Linked DNA regions of Mus musculus: regions 1, 2, 4, 5, 6 and 7 are each linked to region 3. A link is a contact called in public HiChIP or PLAC-seq and promoter capture Hi-C data. All regions are on one chromosome and are shown on one strand. Each heading gives the region's core, a stretch centred on a gene start, on an enhancer-like site or on the middle of the called end of the contact. The rest is flanking DNA. Distances are from core to core; before and after follow the strand shown.

Region 1 (2,700 bases), core at 162-2,661, 830 kb after region 3:
CCAGGGAATCTTTCCAAGTCTTTGGATACCACTGGTCTTCTCATTGAGGGTTAAGGTTGGGGGAAGGGTCCCTGGAGACCCAGAAGGAAAGGAAGAGACAGCCTGGTTTTGTCACAGCTCTTGGCTTAGGCTCTTCCTTACTTCTACCAGCTGTGCCATCCTGTTCCTGCCATTTGTTTCGCAGGCTTTCCAGAGAGTAGGAGGTGAGGAAGGAAAGAGGGTACGTGGTGGAAGAGGTTGTCCTTCCCTCCCACCCAAGTGACAGCTGGACATATAAGGGTTAGTCGAGTTGGCCAGATGGCATCAAGTTGTGCCAGGGAAGTTAGTGTGGGGAGGGGAATTCTGTTTTCCCAACCACTGCAGCTGTCGCCCCCATCAGCGTTAGAGAGTGAAAGCTGACTCAAGTCTCCACAAAGTTACATTAGGGGGAGGGGACAGATCAGAGGAGTTACTGGAGCACCGGGTCCTTCTGAAAGCTGGCCCAGATGCTGTGTAACCAGGGTGGATGGAGGAAACCGGAGTTGAGGGAAGAGGTTCATACCCCACGTTGAGGTGATCCACCAACGCTTCGGTCAGGCAGGTCGCTGCAGCGATAGCTTCTCTCCTCCTCTTCTCTGGGGAAGGGGAAAGGGGTTGGAGCAGACTTCGTATTTGAAAGATGGTGCTAATGGGTCCTCACGCACTTATTACTGTTCTAGAAACTGCCAACTAATGCCAGACCTCTTAAAAAGAACCTTCCATACATAAACAAAACAAACCCCTTTATTTTGGAGGCAAAGAAACTGGGGCCCTGAGAAGGGAATGGACACTCCATCAGGTACGCCCAGGACTCTTCCTAGACATCCTTTTTCCACTACTTTGGGCAATGGATTGGCAACTCCAGGATTCCCAGTCTAGGCCTGGGGAAAGTTGTGCCTTAGCTGTGTGGCAGACTGGGCAGTCCCCAATTCCTCCCACTTCCGGGGTGAGAAGCTGGCTGGGCCAATTGGCAACGCGTTTCGCGCTCCAGGGGCGGGACTCAGGCGCCGCCTGGGCGGGATTGAGGGAGGTGGCGCAGGGACCCGAGTGGTGCCAAGGGGACCAGGGCTGGTTGGCAAGGGGACGGAGTTTCCAGAAGTGCCGCCCCCAATTCCCTGCCCGGCACTCGGGTCGCCCGCTAGCCGGCGCCCTCTCCTTGATCTGGGAGGTTACCCGAGGTCCAGGCCTCTGGAAGAAGCTAGGCCGCGGCCGGGAGCTGCCGACCGACCGGACGCTGAGCTCACCCTGCAGCTCCTTGCGTTCGTTCTGCTTGGCTTGGTGTTCTTTGAGCAGGCGGGACAGCATGGTCGAGTCTGGCTGGGTGTGGGCACGGCGGACCCCTCCCTAAGGCTGCAGGAACTGGACTATGCCTTGGCTCACCCGGAAGGCGTCACGTGATCGCAGTATCACGTGACGCAAGAGCCTCCCTCTGCTTTTGGCATCTGGTGGTTGGTATTGAGGAGCTAAAGGAGCGAAGTGGAGGGTTGGTTGCTTGGTGGGTGAGCTGTTCGCTAATGAGGCTCAGTTTCTGGAGTCAGGAACACTTTTCGCATTTAGTCATGCTGAAGAGTCAGTTTTCACATGCTCTGGCTGTCGGGTTTTGAGAGGATTGGTGTCCTGATGCTGTCCACTACACTTCTGTTACTAGGGTAGCAGAAGCTCTCTGAACTCATTGAAATTCTTCTCCTTCCCTCACCTTACCTCCTGGCAATGCCGGCCGATTCTCAGTGGATTCCCAGCTTCCTCTCCCTAGAAGAGAATGCTTTCTCTTATTTCCCAGCCCTCTTGTCTTCTCACCTCTCCACCGAGGTTCTCTCAGCTCTGGGTGATCACTGTAGAGCAGCATTTTAGGCACCTCAAGCAGCCTTCTAGGGAGCTTTGCTAATGTTGCGGGCAGTGAGTGGTGAATGCGCAGATCTATCTCTGTCCTTTTGTGGTCAGGGAATGCGAACCCATTTTAGTCGTGGCAGAAGCGTAAGTGCTACTGCCAAAGTGAAAGGTAAATTATACAGTGCTTCTCCGACTAAGGAGGAATGCTTCCAGGACTAATTCCAACTAGAAAAATTATAAACACCATCAATTTATTGCTGTTGTTTCTCTCTCTCTCTCTCTCTCTCTCTCTCTCTCTCTGTCCCCTAGGCTCCTTGTGCTTTTCATGGTGGCCAGGAATCCACCAGCGCTACAAGTAACCGGAGCTAAGGGGTGCATTACAAGTGTGCAGACATACCATGTGTCCCACAACTTTGATTCTAGCAGGCCTGAGGCAGAAGCAGGAGGATGTCTGTGTATTTGAGGCCATCCTGGTCTACAGAACAAACTTTGGGGCAGCTAGCAATATGTAGAGAGACCTTGTCTCAAAGCAGAAACACACAGACCACAAAAAAACGAATGTGGAGACATGCTGGCCAAACTTTGGTCAATTTTCTTACCCATTCTGAGCTTTAGTTTGATTGTTAATAAACTAAGGTGATTAGACTAATGTTTAGCTCTGGCTAAAGAGTAGAACCGCATTGAAGAGTTTGTAAATAATACTGTCATGTATGGTATACTGATGCAAACCTGTCAGGGGGCTGAGGTGGAAGAATGGGGAGTTCTAGATTAGCTTGGGCTACATAGCAAGACCCTGTCTCCTACTCCCAATTAAAAAGAAACTTGATCCCAAATTTATTTATTAAATAGACT
Region 2 (2,700 bases), core at 53-2,552, 830 kb before region 3:
TAGGTTTTCTATTTGTCTCTCACCTCCCATCCCAGCCCCAACCCCCTTCCTCCTTCTCCTCTTCTGTTCTTGTTTTGAGACAGCTGGAGCTACATAGAGATTCTGGGACTCACTAGACCAGGCATGTGCCACCACACCCAGCCTTTCCTTCTGTTTTAAAAATGGGTCAGTGAGATGGCTCAGCAGGTGAAGGGGCTTGCCACACGACTGAGTTTGATCTGCAGGACCCCCATGGTGGGGAGAGAAAGCAGATGCATAACAGCTGTCCTCTGATCTCCACGTTCCTGTGTGCGCGCACACACACCACACACACAAAGAAACAAATTAAATTAAATAATTGGGGTTTCTATTGTCATGCATTGATGTGGCAAAGTAAGAGGATTAACCATACTGTATCTCTCCTCCAGAAAGATTGGTTGCTGACTGGACACAAAGCTACTATATGTAAGGTCCTGAGTTCAATCCCCAGCACTGAAAAGTGAGTTCCAAGCCACCCTGAACTACAGTTTGAGACCTGTGTCAAATTCCTTCCTCCTAATTTCTGGGGAACTATTAATGAAATTGATGACCGTCATGGAGAGTTCAGTCAGACTGTGAGCCAGCGCTTTTTCATTTAAGATGTCCAGACTTTTGAAGAAAAAAAGAAGAAGAAATAGCACCCTCAGACGAACTTGGGTTTCAGATTATTATATGCATATCAGAAATATAAGAAGCATGCTTATACTAACAATTGTTAGTTGTTGACCTGAAATTAACTTCAATAAAAAATTGTTATTATTTATTTATTTTATGTGTATGGGTGTTTTGTCTGCATGTATGTCAGTGTACCACGTGTGTGTCTGGTGCCCTCAGAGGCCAGAAGAGGGCACCTGGTACTGGAATTATAAATGGCTGTGAGCCACTATCTGGATGCTGGGGATAGAACCCAGGTCCTCTACAAGAGGACTGTGCTCTTAACCCCTGGGACATCTTTCCAGCTCCTGAAATTAAAATTTAACTAGGGTCCCTCTATTTTGTCCAGAAGCCCTAACCTGAAAAGACGGCCTCATTTTTCTATTCTTTAAATGTTTACTAAATCTTGCTATTGTTTACAACGTGGCGAGCTGTGTGGTTTCATGTAACCAATCTCTAGGTTTTCTAAAGCAGGAATTATGAAACTCCTTTCATAGACTATTAAGAACGAAAGGAGATAACTGTATGCAATAGCTCCCTAACGTTGTTATTGTCGCTTCCAGCCCAAGCCCCAGAAGACCGGGACTACATATCCCACAATGCTAGGCGGCGTCTCCTCGCCATTACCTCATTCCCTGTCGCTCTCACCAATCCCAGCCTGTCCAGGGGTGTGGTAGCCGGCTGTCCTCGCGACTTTTGCTGTCCCCCGCCTCCTGCCGGCCTGCTCCTGTCGCGAGACTTCCTGCTCCTCCGCCGCTCCCCTTATCGTCGCCTTTGCTGGGGACCCGGACCCAGCCTCTCCCCCACTCGGTCACCAGCCCCGGCTCCTCCGAGGCCTCGGTCCCCCAGCCCCGCCTCGCCGCCGCCATGGCGGACCCTAAATACGCCGATCTCCCCGGCATTGTGAGTACAGGGCCGGGCCCGGCTCCCCAGACCGCGCCCCCGACCTCCCGAGGACCCCCAACAGAAGCCAGCCCGCGACCCCTCCCGCTGGCAGCCCCCTAGCCCCAAGGGTCCCCGCCGCTCGCCCTTCGACGGCCGCAGCACCTTCTGGACTCCAGACCCGACTGGGCCGGGCCGTTGGACCGCGTCGGGCCCTTTTTCTGGCAGTAGCCGGTTTCTCCGCCCAGAAATCGCCTCCGGGCGCTTACCACTTGAGCCCGAATGTCTGTACCGTCCATGTCAACAGTGCCCTTGTCGCCCCAAATTTCCCGATTGCCCGCCCCCGCACCCTGACTCCAGCCGAACTCACCAGGCCACTTGGTGGCCTTCATCTTGCCAGGGAAGAGGTTACTGTTGCAGAAACCTTGTGCCAGTGGGGAGCTCTGTGCATTGCGAGCACCTGTGTGCTTGCTCCTCATGCACAAGCCGGCATGTACCCTCCGTTGATGCTGTCCTCTCTGCATTCTCAGGGTTGGGGGCGGGGGGTTGGCACACCGGACCTTGAGAACTAAGGTCCTGAGTCACTCTCAACCCTTGTACAGTGATGTGCAGGGCCTAACTCAAGAAACCCTCACCAGATTAGGACAAGATAATTACCAAGGACTGGCCTCTCAGCCATGTTCAGGGTAGCATCTTTCTTTCACTATGGACGTTTTATCCCAGATCCCAGTTTGTACCTGTGGTCATCCCACTGGATGAAACGGACATAGAGTTGACAGGGGAGGTGGAGGGCGGAATCCTTGAATGACAGTCAGGTTTTGCAATGCCTTGTTCAAAGGAAATGGGATAAGGGATGAATGCTGGGTAATGAGTCTGGGTGGTCACCGCTTCTCCCTGCAGGCCAGGAATGAGCCAGACGTTTATGAAACCAGCGACCTACCTGAGGATGATCAAGCAGAGTTTGATGCGGTAAGACTGTGTGCTACCTCAGGATCCCTCTGGACTCTGACCTTTCTCCCCAGATGCAGGTCCTTTTCCTTCTCTGGCAAGCCACAACAATAAGTGGGTATGCCAACCCCAGCCTGGGTGGTGTGGAGGTCTCAGGGCTTTCAAAGGCCTTGCCCAGCAGCTGGCAGCCACCAATGA
Region 3 (2,700 bases), core at 101-2,600:
CTTCATCCTTTACTGTCCCCTTCAACCACAGTCCTAAAGTATTAATATAGTTCTAACCTTCCTCCATATTTCTCCGGTCGGCCCTGTCCTCGCCTCCTCCCTCTCTCCACCCAATGAAAGCCCCGCCCTTCCCTCCTCCCTCCCACCCCAGTCTGTCATACAGGGACATCACCCTACAGCAGTTCAGGCTGTGTCGTTCGCAGGAAGCATACATTGGCTTTTTTGGGGTTTGCGAGTTCCCAGCCCATAGTTGGACAGGATCCAACAGTAGCCTTCAATTGAAGCAAGACCCAAGGACAGTGAGAATCTGGGTCCTAATCCTGAGTCCTGCCAGCCTGACATGGGTAAGTATGATAGCTGCCCCTGGGAAAGGCCTGAGGGATGCCCAGCTCCCTCTCTGGCTGACTCAGCAGGGGTGGGGCCTAACCTTTGCTCTTTTGGGGGAGTGAAGGAAGAGAAACGGACTGTGGGGGGGACACGGGGCTTAGCTGGTGAGCTGCTGAGCATTGGCAAGCTCCAGCTCTAAGGAAGAGCCTGGGGTTGTATCTTAGGTTAGGGCTTCCTTCCTCACCCTAGAACCCCCCGCTCCAATTTAAGTGCAGAGATTCAAGTAGTATTTTACTGTATTCATTACTAGTTCAGTCTTGGTCTTGTAAGAGATGCTTCCCCTCCCCCTAGTTTCTCTCGGTGTTTCTTCCTCCCCCCTTTAACCCACCACCGGGTCGGGGCTGCACTGAGCAGCTGCTTCCTGTTGCCCCAGAGGTTGCTGCAAGGGTGGTGGTGGTGGCTGGGGCCAAACCGAGCAATGAATAAAGTCGATTCTTAGCCCTGCATCAGCCTCACGACCCTGTTACGGATGGCCTCCACCATTGACAGGACAGAGAGCGTTTTGCCTCTGTGGTTTCCTGATTCCAGATTTGTACAGCTGTAGTACGGATAGGGCCGGGAGAAGCCTGTTTACCTAGCAGGGCGCTGTGCGTGACCCCGACATGCTCTCGGCCTTGAGTTCCCTCTCCTGCTCTCCTAGGCCTCCTTGAATCTTTGTGGCTCCCACTGTCTCTCCAGCCTCCTTTGTGAATAAGTCTTAGCTGGGCGCCCCGTGCCGGCAAAAAGAGCTCTTCAAGTACTCCAGTTCAGACCCACCGCTGTCCCCAACTACGCCGCAGAAGTTTCTGTCTTTTCCTGCATCTGGGATCCTTCCTGGTTCTGGCCCCTAGGAGACGCCACCCGCCGTCCCCTCCCCCAGCGGAGCCTTCGCGACAGCCGTCCCTGAGCGCTCGTCCTCACCCGGGTGGCTCCTGCCCCTTTAAGCGCCGCCCCCCCCCCCTCCGCCGCCGGCCTCGGGCTGGGGGAGGAGGCGCCGCCGCCCGGCTCGGCCACCTGCGCCGCCGCCGCCGCCCGGCCCGGCCCTGCTTCAGGTGAGGCCCGGCATCCGCCTCCAGGCCCGGGGTCCAGGGCAGGGCGTCCCCGCAGCCGCTTCCTCCCCTGGGATCCAAGCTCTGACCTTCCCTGCGCCCGCTGCCCTTGCTCTCTCCCCCGCCCTGCCTCCTCGCCCGTTCCTCCCCTGTCCTCTGCGCCCGGGATCCGGAGGCTTCTCACGCCTCTCCGCCATCCTCTCCCGGGAACCCCTCCTATTCCGGCCCTGGATCTCCCCTCCCCCGCGCCTCCCTCGCCAGAAAGCTCTCCCGCGGTCTGGGTTTCGCCTCCTCTTCTCTGGAACTAGCGCTTTCCCACGCCATCCTAACCCCGGAGGGGGGGGGAGATAACCGCCACCCCAACCCCTCTCCTGGTAGTGCGGGGGGCGGGGGGTACGACGCACGTTACGGGCGCTGTCCGCCCTGCTCCGCTCACCCTTCAAGTTCAGCTAAGTCTCACCTAAAGCTTTTCTTGCCGAGTTTGGGGTCGGACCCGAGCACCGCCCCCTGATCTCGGTGGGAAGGGCGCTCGGCCCCGCTGGAGCTGGCCCCTCCCCCTAGTCCGGGCGCCGGGGGCAGCGGCGCTGCGGGAACCTTGTGATACTCCGCTTCAGCGGCTGTTGCGGCAGAACAAGACTGGGGCTAAGTCTCTAAGGGATTGGGGGTGCTGGGTAAGGCAAAGGAAGCCCAACCTTCTCTATTTCAGGTTACTCCAGAAAACAAAACAAACAAAAACCCCGAGATGTCACTGTCTTATATGCCTATCATATGCCCAGCTGTCCGTTGGGGAATTTGGAGACTAAATCCGAGGGGCGCAGACCCACTTGGAGAAGGGGAGGGGTTACAATCTTTTTGGCATATTATGAGAGAACCTAACCTTACCAAAATACGGTGAGATTGTCTCCTCCGAACCTGAGTGCCGAAAAGGAACCAATGGGAATTGCTACAGGGCCAAGAGCTGTGGCTAAGGCAAGATCGGTTCAGTCATGGAGTGGGAGGTCTTTATAATTACCCTACCTTCAATAGGAAATACTCTTTCCATCCAGCTGAGCCCCGAGCTCCTTCTCTAGTGCCCCTGCCTCCAGAATTAGTAGAATGGGTGTCAGGGTTTGTCTTATACTACTCTGAGTCACAACTAAAGGTGCTGGGAAGGGCGCAGTGTGTGTGTCCTGTAGTGCTTAAGGTTGGATGCTTGGAGTGTCTTGAAGAGGAAAGGGAAGGTACAGCTAGGATGCATACCACCATCTCATAGCCCCAGCCATCTGGCTCCAGAGTGGCTGGCACA
Region 4 (2,751 bases), core at 215-2,714, 970 kb before region 3:
GGCAAGAAAATGATCTCCTTGTGAAACCACAGTCTCCTGGCTCCGAGATATATAACCTGTCATTTAGTTCTCACCTCCCTTTTTCTCTCCCCTCCCGCATTCTCGACTCTGTGAGAAGGGACAGCTGTTTTCTTTTCGTGGCTGGAGACGCACATCTAAAGTATAACTGATCCCCACCCATGCCCTTTCTTCTTCTTTTCTTCTTCTCTTCTTTCTTCTTCTTTCTTCTTTCTTCTCAGACAGGGCTATGATGCTCTGTGACCCACCTGGGATCACAGGCATAAATCATTCCCTGCCCTCCATAAAGATAAGAAATCATGGTATCCTTGAAGCACTTGGATGAGGACTCCCACAGGTTCAAGTATTCACTGAACTTCGTGGAATACAATGGCATCCTGAGGTAATGAGCAATAGGAGCAGGAGGTGACTTTACAGGTAGGCTCCAGCTCTTCTGGTCCCACCACCGTCCTTCTGATGTTGGTTTAACCTATTTTGAGATCTTCTATCTTAACCTTTCCCTACATTCAGCAGAGTCTTTGCTTTGCACGCCCCCACCCCACCCCCCACGCTCCCCCCCCCCCAAACATATCTAGTACACCAATGGCCCTTTAACTCCCACTGGCCTCCATTCCGGTTCCCAAGCCTTCCCTCCGCCCACCCCAGTTCCTTTCACCTTCAGCAAACAAGGGGCATCTCTCATTGGGCTCAACAATTCAGGGATCCCGGGCCCCTGGTAAGCAGGCGTCTCCTCCTCTCTTTCACGTTGGAAGTGAATAGCTCCAGCTGGTAGGCGGCACTCATAGCGCTGTTTGTACTTTGAAGACACAACCACCACGTCTGAAGCTTGGCTCTGGGAAAGAAGGGTCGGGAAGAGGGGCAGGGAGGCAGAGGCTGGGACCAAGAACAACGAGATCCCTCTTCAGACCCTGGGGACGTGCCCAGTGGAAGAGAGAATAAGCCACAAGTCCTCCAGCTGCCCCGGCTGAGCGGAGGAGAGGGCGTTCTCGCTTCCCCACCCGGCGGGGTCCCAGTGATTTCACTACGACCTGGGGAACTAAGGTCTACAGTGGGGAGCCCTACCCCTGTCGGTGCCTGGTCTCCGAGGATGGGTCTGCCTGCCATTCCCAGCAGGACCGCAGGAACACCACCATCCCTTCTCCATTCCCCCATTCTCCCGAGCCCGGTGCGCAGTTGCCCTTCCTCCTCCACCGTGCGCCCCTTCCTCTTGCACAGGACCCTCACCTCGCCCCACACCCCTTACCTGCCCTCCCATGACAGGCAACGGCAAGATCTGGATGCCATAACGCATCTCACTCAGCTCCTCCAAATTCAGGCTCCCGACACCGCCCGTCAGACGCGCAGGTAACAGGAGCCCTAGAAATAGCAATCCCAACAGACTGGACAGCAGCACCTCCGCCGCCATCTTCCGCTCCGTCTCTGCTAGAGATGTCCCTTCCGCCCCAAACCTGGCAGCGGCCTCACCCGCCCATTAGCGCCCCAAGCTTTCATTGGCTGTCCGGGAGCTCTCTCTTACGTAACGCATCCTCATTTGTAAACGTGGCGTCAAAGCCTCCAGGGAGGCGGGTCGCATTGTTAGTAAAAATCAATAGCTGTTTCTGATTGGCCAAGAGCAACAACCAATCATCGGCGAGATTGGGCCCCTCCCCTCCTCGCTCCTTAATCCTGAGGTGTGGTATGTGGCTGTGTTCTTTTGCCTGTTGTCTCATCCCCAGCTGTCGGAAATAAACCTTCTTACTATTTTTCATATATTTCTTGCAATGTATGGCATCTCCATCGGGCAGAATATTGAAGCGGATGGTGAGTGCGGGGGATATTTTTGGAAGTTACTTAATATCTTTTCAAAATATACTATACAGAAGCATGCTTCTTCATAAAAATATACATATATCGCACAGATATTTATGTATGTACATATATAATTATGTACATATTTACATTTATATACACACAAATATACATGTACATATTTTTATATACACATATATGATAATATATTACCAACAACCAAATAATCTGTGTCAAAACCTGAATTTGCCCTCCAATAAAATTATTTTAAGAAGGAGAGTGTGGTAGTGCATGCCTGTAATCCCGACACTCATGACACAGAGGCAGGAGGCTCAATAATTCAAGGTCATCCTCTTCCATATTGTGAGTTTGAGACCAGCCTTCGATATTTGAGTCACACTCTCAAATACACACAGACACTGGCTTAGCAGGGTTCAAGCTGCATCACAGTTGGTGTACACACCTGGAATCCAAGCAGTCATCCTTGGCTACATAGAGTTGGGTTCAAGCCTGGAATACATAAGACTCTGTCTCAAAAGAAGAAGAAATAATAATGGAGCCAACAGTGGAGGTAGATGCCTATAATTATAAGCTGAGGCAAAAAGATGAACAGTAGGAGCCAGCCCAGCTTATGAATAGCAATCTTTGAGGAGGAGGAGGAGGAGGAGGAGGAGGAGACAAGGAGGAGGAAGGCAGGGGAGAGGAGAAGGAAGAACTAAAAATAAGGGCCTTCTGGTTAAAGTTGGGCTGGGTCTTGGGTATGTGGGTAAAGTGTCTGTTTGTCCAGACTGTAAGGGAAAACCTGTAAAAACAAAAGGGAAATGAAGCTGGAAACAGACGGTAACTGAATTAGCAACCCTGAGAATATCAATTCCTAGACAACGGCAAACGAGAGACATTATATACCATTGGAAAATTTCTGCGGGGAAGCTCACCACGCCAGGG
Region 5 (2,734 bases), core at 157-2,656, 940 kb before region 3:
CTTCTGGGAAGTCAGTGGAATAAGGAGGTCAGTGGGGTGCTTTCTCTGTCTCTCAGGGCTTGCAGGTTTTCACCCAGCATCTGGCTCCTGAATCTTCATTTGGTAAGTCAAACATCTGGCATTTTGTTTTTTTTTAAACAATGAAGAGATGTTATTGCAGAGTCTAATAAAACATAAAGAATCTCGAGGACTTTAAAAATATTATATTCCAAATAACTGGAAAACTTAGATGAAATTAATAAATTTCTAGACTCATGAGACCTATCAAGATTAAACCGAGAAGATATAACAGGTGTCTAGCCAGCTGAGGAGTGGAGGGCTGCTGGTGGGTCAGTCTCATTGGCCCTCAGGGGCTCCCTCCTTTGATAGATGGAAAACTTGAAGTAACTTCAGGCTACCCTCATTTTTGGAAAATAAATAGAATTATTCACGAAGTAACTGAGTCAATGGGGTGTGAATTAGACAATAGTGTACACATACACTATGCACTCATATCCTGTGCACACACACTGTGCACACATGCCCTGTTCACACATGTCCTGTGCACACACACATTGTATACACACACTGTGCACACACAAACTATACACACATATACTCACATATACACACATACCCTGTGTACACATACATTGTGCACACATACTGTGCACACACATACTGTGCGCACACACTGTGCACATAAACCCTGTGCACACACACACATACACATACACAAACACTGGGCTGCAATACTATGCCAAACAAGAGTGCTCTAAAGGGTGAATACTTCTGCCAGATGTGAAGTGTGTGGGTGGATTTGGTGGTGTTTGGTTGGTTAATTTGGTTCAGTTTTGGTTGTTGTTGTTGTTGTTGTTGTTGTTGTTGTTTTGAACAGGGTTTGTTTATATAGTCTTTAATGTCCTGGAACTAGCTCTATAGACTAGGCTGGCTTCAAACTCACAGGGACCTTGCTGGGTTCGTATCCTAAAAGATAATTCTTCCTTCCTTGTTTCCCAGATCAAGGCTCACCCGCTGCGCTTAGATGCAGAAAGTTTGATTTCATAACTTGTCATAGTGGAAAACTGGGTTTGTCCATAGAGTTTCTCCTCTCACCCTAGAAAAACAAAACAAAACAGGATACACCCCATGTCTATGCATGCATGTGGGTGTCCATGGAGGCCAGAAGGAGCCACCAAGACCCCTGCCTGTGCTGGAGTAACAGACGGTTTACTTTGATGCTAAAAACCAAACCCGGATCCACTGCAAGAGCAGTGACTTAACAATGACTCATTTCCCCAACCACTAAATTGTTTTCAGTTTTTAAATCCAGTTAGTTATTTGTTAACTTCAGAGGCAAGCCAAGCTGCCTAGGACTGAAGTCTCACTGTTGCCCGTGAGTGCCAGCCAGTGCGCCACACTCTTGTTGGAGATGAACTGTAGGGCCAAAGGTCAGTGTCAGCCCAGGGACACCACCATTCCTGGTTTCTTATCACCTCATAACTGGGGGTGACTGGGAGCTCTGACATGGAGCAGGGCTGCGTGTGTGTGTGTGTGTGTGTGTGTGTGTGTGTGTGTGTGTGTGTAGTTTATACATGGTTAAATAAAGTAATAGTTGGGGAGACAGCTTAAGCAGATCCACAATCATCAATGAAATTAAAACAGAAATGAAGAGCCTCCCAATAGCTGAGCAGTGGTAGTGCACACCTTCAGACCCAGCACTTGGGAAGCAGAGGTAGAAGGATCTCTGTGAGTTTGAAGCCAGCCTGGTGTACAGAGTGACAGCTATGGCTACACAGGAAAATCTTGTCTCAAAAACCAAAACACCAAAACCCAAGAAAACAAAAGGCTTAGGGTTTTACTGCTGTGAACAGACAACATGACCAAGGCAACTCTTATAAGGACTGGCTTATTTAATTTAATCGCATTTAATTGGGGCTGGCTTACAGGTTCAGAAGTTCAGTCCATTATCATCAAGAGCATGGCAGCATCTGGGCAGGCATGGTGCAGGAGGAGCTGAGAGTTCTCCATCTTCATTTGAAGGTTGCTAGCAGAATACAGGCTTCCAGGCAGCTAGGATGAGGTCTTAAGCCCACGCCCACAGTGACACACCTACTTCAACAAGGCCACACCTCCTAATAGTGCCACTCCCTGACCCAAGCACATACAAACCATCATAAGAGGTAAGCACAGAGAAGCAAACACTGGAGCTGGTCCACAAAGCAGGAACAGTGGGAACACCACCAAATGCATCGATGAAGGCAGCACTTCCCTGGTACCAAAACCAGAAGAAGAAACGAAGAAAGGAAATTATAGTCCAACTTCCTTGGACACAGGAACAACAACAACCAATCAATCAAATTTAGGCAAACTAACTCAAGAACACGTTCAGGCAGGAGCAGATGGACTGGGCTAAAGTATAAAGAAAACGTCATAAAAGACCCATTACTCTAGGTGCACACCAAAAAAGTAATTTTTAAAATAGGAAAGGAACAATGATAACATTGGGGAGACAAGAGCCAGGACTGGACCATCCATAAGTCCAGTCCCAGGGGATCTGGTGCCTTCTGACTCCTGAGGTCACTCAGCACACACGTGGTGCATGCACATACATGAAGGTAAAACATATAACATCAATAAATCTAAAAAAAAATATTTTCAAAGAAGGTGAGTGACGACAAGATGACTTAGCAGGTAAAGGGACTCAGTACCTAACCTGACAACCAGAGTTTGGTTCCCAGGATCCATACAGTGG
Region 6 (2,847 bases), core at 284-2,783, 880 kb before region 3:
AATCATCGCTAAGACATATGTTCAAGGAGTTTCTCTGTTCTAAATCTTGAGGTTCATGTGTGCTGGCTGGAAAGCGAGGTGTTGATGGTATTTTGCCTAAAGAGCGTGAGGTAGGTCTTACGGGAAAACCCTCCCCTGTATGTACATGTTCCACGGGGATGGGTAAGTCACCTGGAAGGTACTAGGGCAGCCTTATCTCCACTAGTCTTACCCACAGCAAATGCCTTAAATGGAATCCTCGCTAAAGATAATACCCCTGAGAGCAGCCAAGGCAGAAGGGAGCTAACTGACCGCCAGCGATGTTCCAATCAGAACATAACAATGTGGCCTCTTCCTCGCCCCCTCACACCTCCACAACACATCATGTCTACAACCCAAAGAAGTGGTAATCAAAATAGTCCCTGTCAAGCTCAAGATAACTGCATGCTTCCTACTCCCGACCTAAGTAAGGAGAAAACCAGCCATGCCTCACTAGCCTTGGTTCCTCCACGATATCCTCAGGACAGGAGGTGCACTGGGCCCATCGGTCTCAGTTGCACTGTTCCGAGCCCCTTCTGGCACCTAAAGTCCACCAATAACGTCCTTGCCACCACGGCTCCTCAACCTTTCCCTGGTTACAGGTGACTCCATTTATAGCAAACACCATCACTCCAGCCAACAATGGGGACACAGCTAAGCCCAAAGACATATATTAGCATTTCGACCTCAGAGAGGGCATCCCTAGGGTAGAGTGGGGTAACTTCTCTGAAACGCTGAATCTCTGGAAAGGGCATGCAGGGTTAGAAGGTCCAAAAAGCCTAGAGGCATTCCCAGAAAAAGCCAAGGTTCGAAAGTCAAGGGCTGGGGCTCAAAAGCAAGGTGGAGAGGAAATCAAACTACTTCTCTGGCCAGGCAGTAGTACCCAGACACGCTTCACGCACTGTCGCACCCAGACCTCACCAATAACCCTTCAGAGCCACTCCCCTTAATGTCCCTCTGGCTGCAGCCGGATCCTGGCCAGTCCCTGTAGCCTGGGGCTGGACCTGACAGGAAGGAGTCAAGGAACAGAGCTGGATATCAGGTGAAGATGGAACTCTAGGGGAGGAGTAAAGGGGAAGGGGACAGACAAGAGTCTCCACCAGAAGCCACCCCGGGGGACACCGGGGAATGGTGCGCTGGGAACCAGGCCGGGCGGGGGAGAGGCGGCAGCGCGAGGACCCGGATGATCCTCGGGCCAAGGGGCAGGAGCCGGGGTCCCGCCGGTTCTTACCGAGTGAGCGACGCCCCACAGGAACACGCCCACCAGCGGGTCCGCGGCCCGGAACACCTTCACTTTCTGCTGTACGAAATGCTTCTTCTTGGTTTTGGAGGCGAAGCCGAATCCCGGGCCGGGGCCTCCAGCTGCCGCGGGTGCGGTGGCGGGAGGGACGGAGGAGGACGCCATAGTCTCCCGCGCACCCGAGCGAGTGGAAGCGGGAGCTAGCCGCGACTCCGAAGCCCGACCCGGAAGCGGTGCTCACCTGCGCAGCCGTCATGTGACCGGAGGCCCGCCCTCAGGCGCGCGAGCGGGGCGGGGCGGGGCCGGCGGGGATGGCTCCACCCCCTCGGCTGCCGGGCGGTCACCTGGCTCGGGTTGCACTCACAAGGATGCGGGGTTGGCGCTGTGCAGGGCGGCGCTTCTGTCGCTTCCGGTTCTGTCCAGTTTCTAGTGGATGAGCTCTGTCCGTAGGCGAACGTTCTGTTTGAGACCGGTCTCCTTGCTTAGTCCAGGCTGGCTTCAAACTTGCTATCCCCTGCCTCATTCTCGGTATAAAGTTTGGGTATTACGGAAGTGAGGATTGGTCCTCCATGAAGTTGGGGTTGCAGACTCCATGAAGTTGGGGTTGCAGACATGACAAATTTAAATATATACATTTAATTGTTCTATGTATATAGGTGTTTGGCTGGCACGATGTAAGTTCAGTGCCCCGGAGGCCAGAGGAGGGCGTCGGATCCTCCGAACTGAAGTTGTGGGAGCTGGGTGTCAAGTATGGTCCTCTGGAAGAGCTAATGCTCTTTTTTTTTTTTTTTTAAAGATTTATTTATTTATTTACTATATGTAAGTACACTGTAGCTGTCTTCAGACACTCCAGAAGAGGGCATCAGATTTCGTTACAGATGGTTGTGAGCCACCATGCGGTTGCTGGGATTTGAACTCAGGACCTTTGGAAGAGCAGTCGGCGCTCTTAACCACTGAGCCCTCCCTCCCTCCCTTCCTCCTCCTCCTCCTCCTCCTCCTCCTCCTCCTCCTCCTCCTCCTCCTCCTCCTTCTTCTTCTTCTTCTTCTTCTCTCTCTCTCTCTCTCTCTCTCTCTCTCTCTCTTTGTTTTTTGGGTGTTTGTTTGTTTGTTTGTTTGTTTTGTTTTGAGACAGGGTTTCTCTGTATAGCCCTGGCTGTCCTGGAACTCACTTTGTAGACCAGGCTGGCCTCGAACTCAGAAATCTGCCTGCCTTTGCCTGTCAAGTGCTGGGATTAAAGGCATGTGCCACCACTGCCCGGCTAAGTCATGTCTTCATCTTCTGGAAATATGAAATTTTAGGTCATGGCCCCAAGTTGATTTTTTTTTTTAATTCGTTCATTAATTCATCTAGTCAACAGGTATTTACTGAGAACATAATTGGAAGCCACTACCATTTTGGGGCTGATTCTCCTCTGGTTGAAGCAAAGGAAAAATTCTACCCTAGAGGAATTAAAAGTCTAAAGACGCAGACTAGCCAAGGAGAAGGCTGCAGTATTAAGAGATAAGGACATGCCGGGCAGTGGTGGTGCATGCCTTTAGTCCAGCACTCTAGGAGGCAGAGGGAAGCAGATCTCTAAGTTCCAGACCAA
Region 7 (2,700 bases), core at 6-2,505, 900 kb before region 3:
GGCCCGTGCTCCTCCAGTTCCATGTGAAGGTTCCCCATATCCTGAGCATAGCACAGATATGCGGGTGGGGGCAGCCATCTGGGCAGACACTGGAAACTGGGGGTAGCCATCTGCTTCCCTACAACACTCCCCCTTGCAATAGGTACAGACCATTCTCCCGGAGAGGGGTGAGAACAAAAGAACGAGGCTGTCTGCCACCTCCAGCCCCTCTCCTCCCACTCCAGTAATTACTATATATATTGTTTTGGACAGCCCCCCTCTCCAGCGCATGCACATACCCAACCCAGGGGGCAGTGAGGACAGCTCAGCGGGGCTATCTTTGGCCAGCAATTGGGAAGAGCTGCAATGTGAGTTCTTATAAAACCCTTTACAGGTAGGTAGATACCCCTCGCCCCACCCCCAGCCCACCATTCCTCTGCTCCCTTTTCGGAAGATATTCAGCCAGTGTGATCTGAGACACAAGGTTCTGGGCATCAGGCGATCACCAGAGAATTTTCCCTCCTGGCTAGCTGACTAAAGGAAAGAAATGGGTCCTCTGACCCTTCCTCAACTTCCTCAACTTGAATCAGCAGGAATCTAGAAGTGGAAAAGGACCTTAGATATTCTCTGTTAAATCATTTTTTTTCTGGAAAACACCCGTACATGCTCCAGCCCTAAAGCCCTAGGGCTAGAGTAAGCAGATGCCCTAACCCCAGCTCAAGCTCAATGCTGGCCCCCTCAGACCTCGCACTCACCACGTCCCCCCCGGGAGAAGCAGCAGCCGCATTTTGCCAGCACTTTTCGAATCACACGGGGACAGGCACAGCGACCCCCTTTGTGACCCCCCCGCATGGCGCCCGGGGCCCCCCGCACCCCCCACCCGGGCCGGCCATGCAGGGGGAATCACGGGGGGCGGGGCGGGGCGGGCGCAGGGCGCACACCCCCCTCCCTCCCTCCGGGGTCCAGGCTTGGAGAGGGGGGGAGAAAAAGGATGGGAGGCGGGGGTCCAGGAGTAGACGGAAGTCGAGGCAGGGGAGTCTGGAGGGAGGGCCGTGCGGGGCTGGGCCGCGGAGTTGGGCGGGGAGGGTTTCCGGAACCCCGGCGGTGCGGGGCCCAGGGTCCAGATGTCCAGCCAGAGGAAGGGGTGATGGGGGAGGCCCGGCCGGGATGCGACAGCCGCTCCAGCTCCGTCTCCGGCCTCGGCTTAGGGGTGGCTCTAGGCCCGGGCAGGGAGGTGCGGGGGCCGATTCCCAGAGCCACTGGAGCCGCGCGGGTCCGGGCCGAGCGGCGAGCGGAATAACAGGCCGGGCCACGGTGCTGCCGTGGGGCGGGGCCTCTGCGGCCAGGCTCCGCCCCTCCGCGCTTCCCCAGCCCCCTCCCCCAGGCACCTCCACGCTTGCAGTCCGGGTCCCCAGACCTCCGCCCCTCCTCCCAGGCCTGGGCTCCCTCTAGCATCCCAGCTGCAACTGCGGGGCTCTGGGTTGGGTGGGCGTGAAGGCTGGAGGTGGGTCTGCCTTGCTCGCCCCTTGGACTCTAAGATGAAGAATTCGCAGGATGGGGCCTTGTTGTGTGTGAATGGTTCTGAGGTTCTGGCTGTCTCCCCCGCCACCCCTCACCCCCATGCCCCGAGTAGGGCTTGTGTGCCTGGGGAACACTTTGTAGGGAACACAGCCCAGGTGCCGCCCTCTCCCCCGACCCATCTTTCCTCCAGGCCCCAGAACTCCAGCTAAAACTAATCACCAATTAAGGCGAAGTCCGGGCGCCTGGGCTGGCCCAGGGCCAGGGGTGGGGCGCGGGGACACTCCACTCCGCCTTCGGGGGCTCGGGACCCGCCGAAGTGAGGACACACATCGGGCTAGAAGAGAAGCGTGGTGTCTGCGATTTAATGGTCCCATGCAAATTAGGCGCAAGCCTTTATGCTAATATGAACAGAATCTATCTGAAGTCACCACTTTGCGCAGGATGGCAAATTGTGCCCCACCCAAGCCCAGCTTCTTACCGGGCTGCGGAGCCCAGGCGAGGACCTCAGGTTCGCGCTGCCCTGTCTGATCCTCCTCGATACAATCACTCTCTGTCTTGGTACTCCCAGGCCCTAAGGGATCTCTCTCCGGGGGCTGCCGAGACAGAGTCACTGTAAGGACCCTTTCCTAGGCTGCCACGACCTCCCCCTTCTTCTCTCCCTCCTGTCAAAATACACATTACTCTGAAAGCGTCAACCAGAACTTGGCATATGGCCCTCGTAACTGAATTTATGGATCCTTGCGACTGCTCCATATAACTTTTGTTTGCGGGGAAACTGAGTCGTGGAGTGCAATTCTCCTAAAGTCCTCTAAAGACCCCCCCGACCCCACCCGCGGTCCCTCCTCCTTACCCCCTCCTGCCCGGGTACGGCGCATGCGCGCAGCATGCCACCCATGACCCCCAGTATCCGGTCAGTGCGGCCAGGGGTGGGGCGGTCCGGGGGCTTCATGCTGGACCCCTACCCTGCTTCAAGTTTCAGGGCCGAGGGGCCACGGAAGCTGGGGGGCTCTGAGGCCTGCGTGCGTCCGGGGAGTTGCTACTGCCGAATCCGCCCCCCTGCCCGGCTCCGCCCCGGCTCCCACCGCAGCCAAACTTCTCAAAAGGGGTAGGGTTGTTCCCTTCTCCACAAACGTAGCTGAACCACAAACAAACCCCTCTTAATCCTGATTCCATCAATCCAAGTGTGGCCTAGGGCTTTGC

What was found. Promoter capture Hi-C pulls out the DNA fragments that hold promoters and counts their contacts. HiChIP or PLAC-seq counts read pairs in DNA pulled down with a chosen protein or histone mark. Capture Hi-C pulls out chosen DNA fragments and counts their contacts.
Region 1: a contact with region 3 is called in a promoter capture Hi-C map of pre-B cells, with 5 times the contacts expected there. The contact joins the promoter of Bloc1s1 here to the promoter of Baz2a in region 3. A contact is called at or near these places in 3 of 39 promoter capture datasets (3T3-L1-derived adipocytes, liver and pre-B cells), 2 of 115 datasets of contacts at active chromatin or transcription factors (memory CD8 T cells and regulatory T cells) and 1 of 9 other capture datasets (adipose tissue).
Region 2: a promoter capture Hi-C map of pre-B cells shows a contact between it and region 3, with 6 times the contacts expected there. The contact joins the promoter of Dctn2 here to the promoter of Baz2a in region 3. A contact is called at or near these places in 6 of 39 promoter capture datasets (the C10 cell line, cranial neural crest, hematopoietic stem and progenitor cells and 3 more), 3 of 115 datasets of contacts at active chromatin or transcription factors (embryonic forebrain, embryonic limb bud and pancreatic cancer cells) and 1 of 9 other capture datasets (liver).
Region 4: a promoter capture Hi-C map of pre-B cells shows a contact between it and region 3, with 5 times the contacts expected there. The contact joins the promoter of Os9 here to the promoter of Baz2a in region 3. A contact is called at or near these places in 5 of 39 promoter capture datasets (the C10 cell line, erythroid cells, hippocampal neurons and 2 more), 1 of 484 Hi-C or Micro-C datasets (pre-B cells), 3 of 115 datasets of contacts at active chromatin or transcription factors (astrocytes, double positive thymocytes and thymic regulatory T cells) and 3 of 9 other capture datasets (adipose tissue, liver and pancreatic islet).
Region 5: an H3K27ac HiChIP or PLAC-seq map of regulatory T cell precursor shows a contact between it and region 3, with 6 times the contacts expected there. The contact joins the enhancer-like site here to the promoter of Baz2a in region 3. A contact is called at or near these places in 3 of 115 datasets of contacts at active chromatin or transcription factors (astrocytes, regulatory T cell precursor and thymic regulatory T cells).
Region 6: a promoter capture Hi-C map of adipose tissue shows a contact between it and region 3. The contact joins the promoter of Pip4k2c here to the promoter of Baz2a in region 3. A contact is called at or near these places in 1 of 39 promoter capture datasets (hippocampal neurons), 2 of 115 datasets of contacts at active chromatin or transcription factors (cardiomyocytes and embryonic stem cells) and 1 of 9 other capture datasets (adipose tissue).
Region 7: a contact with region 3 is called in an H3K27ac HiChIP or PLAC-seq map of embryonic stem cells, with 4 times the contacts expected there. The contact joins the promoter of Arhgef25 here to the promoter of Baz2a in region 3. A contact is called at or near these places in 2 of 484 Hi-C or Micro-C datasets (B cells and embryonic stem cells), 8 of 115 datasets of contacts at active chromatin or transcription factors (astrocytes, bone marrow-derived macrophages, effector CD8 T cells and 3 more) and 3 of 9 other capture datasets (embryonic stem cells, liver and pancreatic islet).

Annotation. Positions count from the first base shown.
Region 1 is chr10:128,922,113-128,924,812 of GRCm38.p6, forward strand. It overlaps Bloc1s1 (biogenesis of lysosomal organelles complex-1, subunit 1), which reads right to left and starts at 1,412. Exons shown (of 4, transcript NM_015740.3): 1 at 1,263-1,412; 2 at 542-614. The coding sequence starts at 1,323.
Region 2 is chr10:127,264,960-127,267,659 of GRCm38.p6, forward strand. Dctn2 (dynactin 2) reads left to right here and starts at 1,303. Exons shown (of 14, transcript NM_027151.2): 1 at 1,303-1,575; 2 at 2,455-2,523. The coding sequence starts at 1,540. Gm40800 (a long non-coding RNA gene) reads left to right here. Exons shown (of 2, transcript XR_872171.2): 2 at 408-785. It also overlaps a transcript of Kif5a not described here.
Region 3 is chr10:128,091,433-128,094,132 of GRCm38.p6, forward strand. Baz2a (bromodomain adjacent to zinc finger domain, 2A) reads left to right here and starts at 1,351. Exons shown (of 30, transcript NM_054078.2): 1 at 1,351-1,418.
Region 4 is chr10:127,119,696-127,122,446 of GRCm38.p6, forward strand. Os9 (amplified in osteosarcoma) reads right to left here and starts at 1,465. Exons shown (of 15, transcript NM_001171026.1): 1 at 1,262-1,465; 2 at 674-850. The coding sequence starts at 1,423.
Region 5 is chr10:127,149,380-127,152,113 of GRCm38.p6, forward strand. No RefSeq gene overlaps it. Among named protein-coding and RNA genes, the nearest start is that of Gm51819, 9.3 kb to the right of the region's middle. Within about 2 kb of position 1,407, at least 62 of the 459 cell types and tissues checked have an H3K27ac peak or open chromatin away from gene starts, as enhancers often do. A contact at or near this core is called in regulatory T cell precursor and thymic regulatory T cells, where this site is marked.
Region 6 is chr10:127,210,089-127,212,935 of GRCm38.p6, forward strand. Pip4k2c (phosphatidylinositol-5-phosphate 4-kinase, type II, gamma) reads right to left here and starts at 1,534. Exons shown (of 10, transcript NM_054097.3): 1 at 1,250-1,534. The coding sequence starts at 1,423.
Region 7 is chr10:127,187,517-127,190,216 of GRCm38.p6, forward strand. Arhgef25 (Rho guanine nucleotide exchange factor (GEF) 25) reads right to left here and starts at 1,256. Exons shown (of 15, transcript NM_001358557.1): 1 at 735-1,256. The coding sequence starts at 831.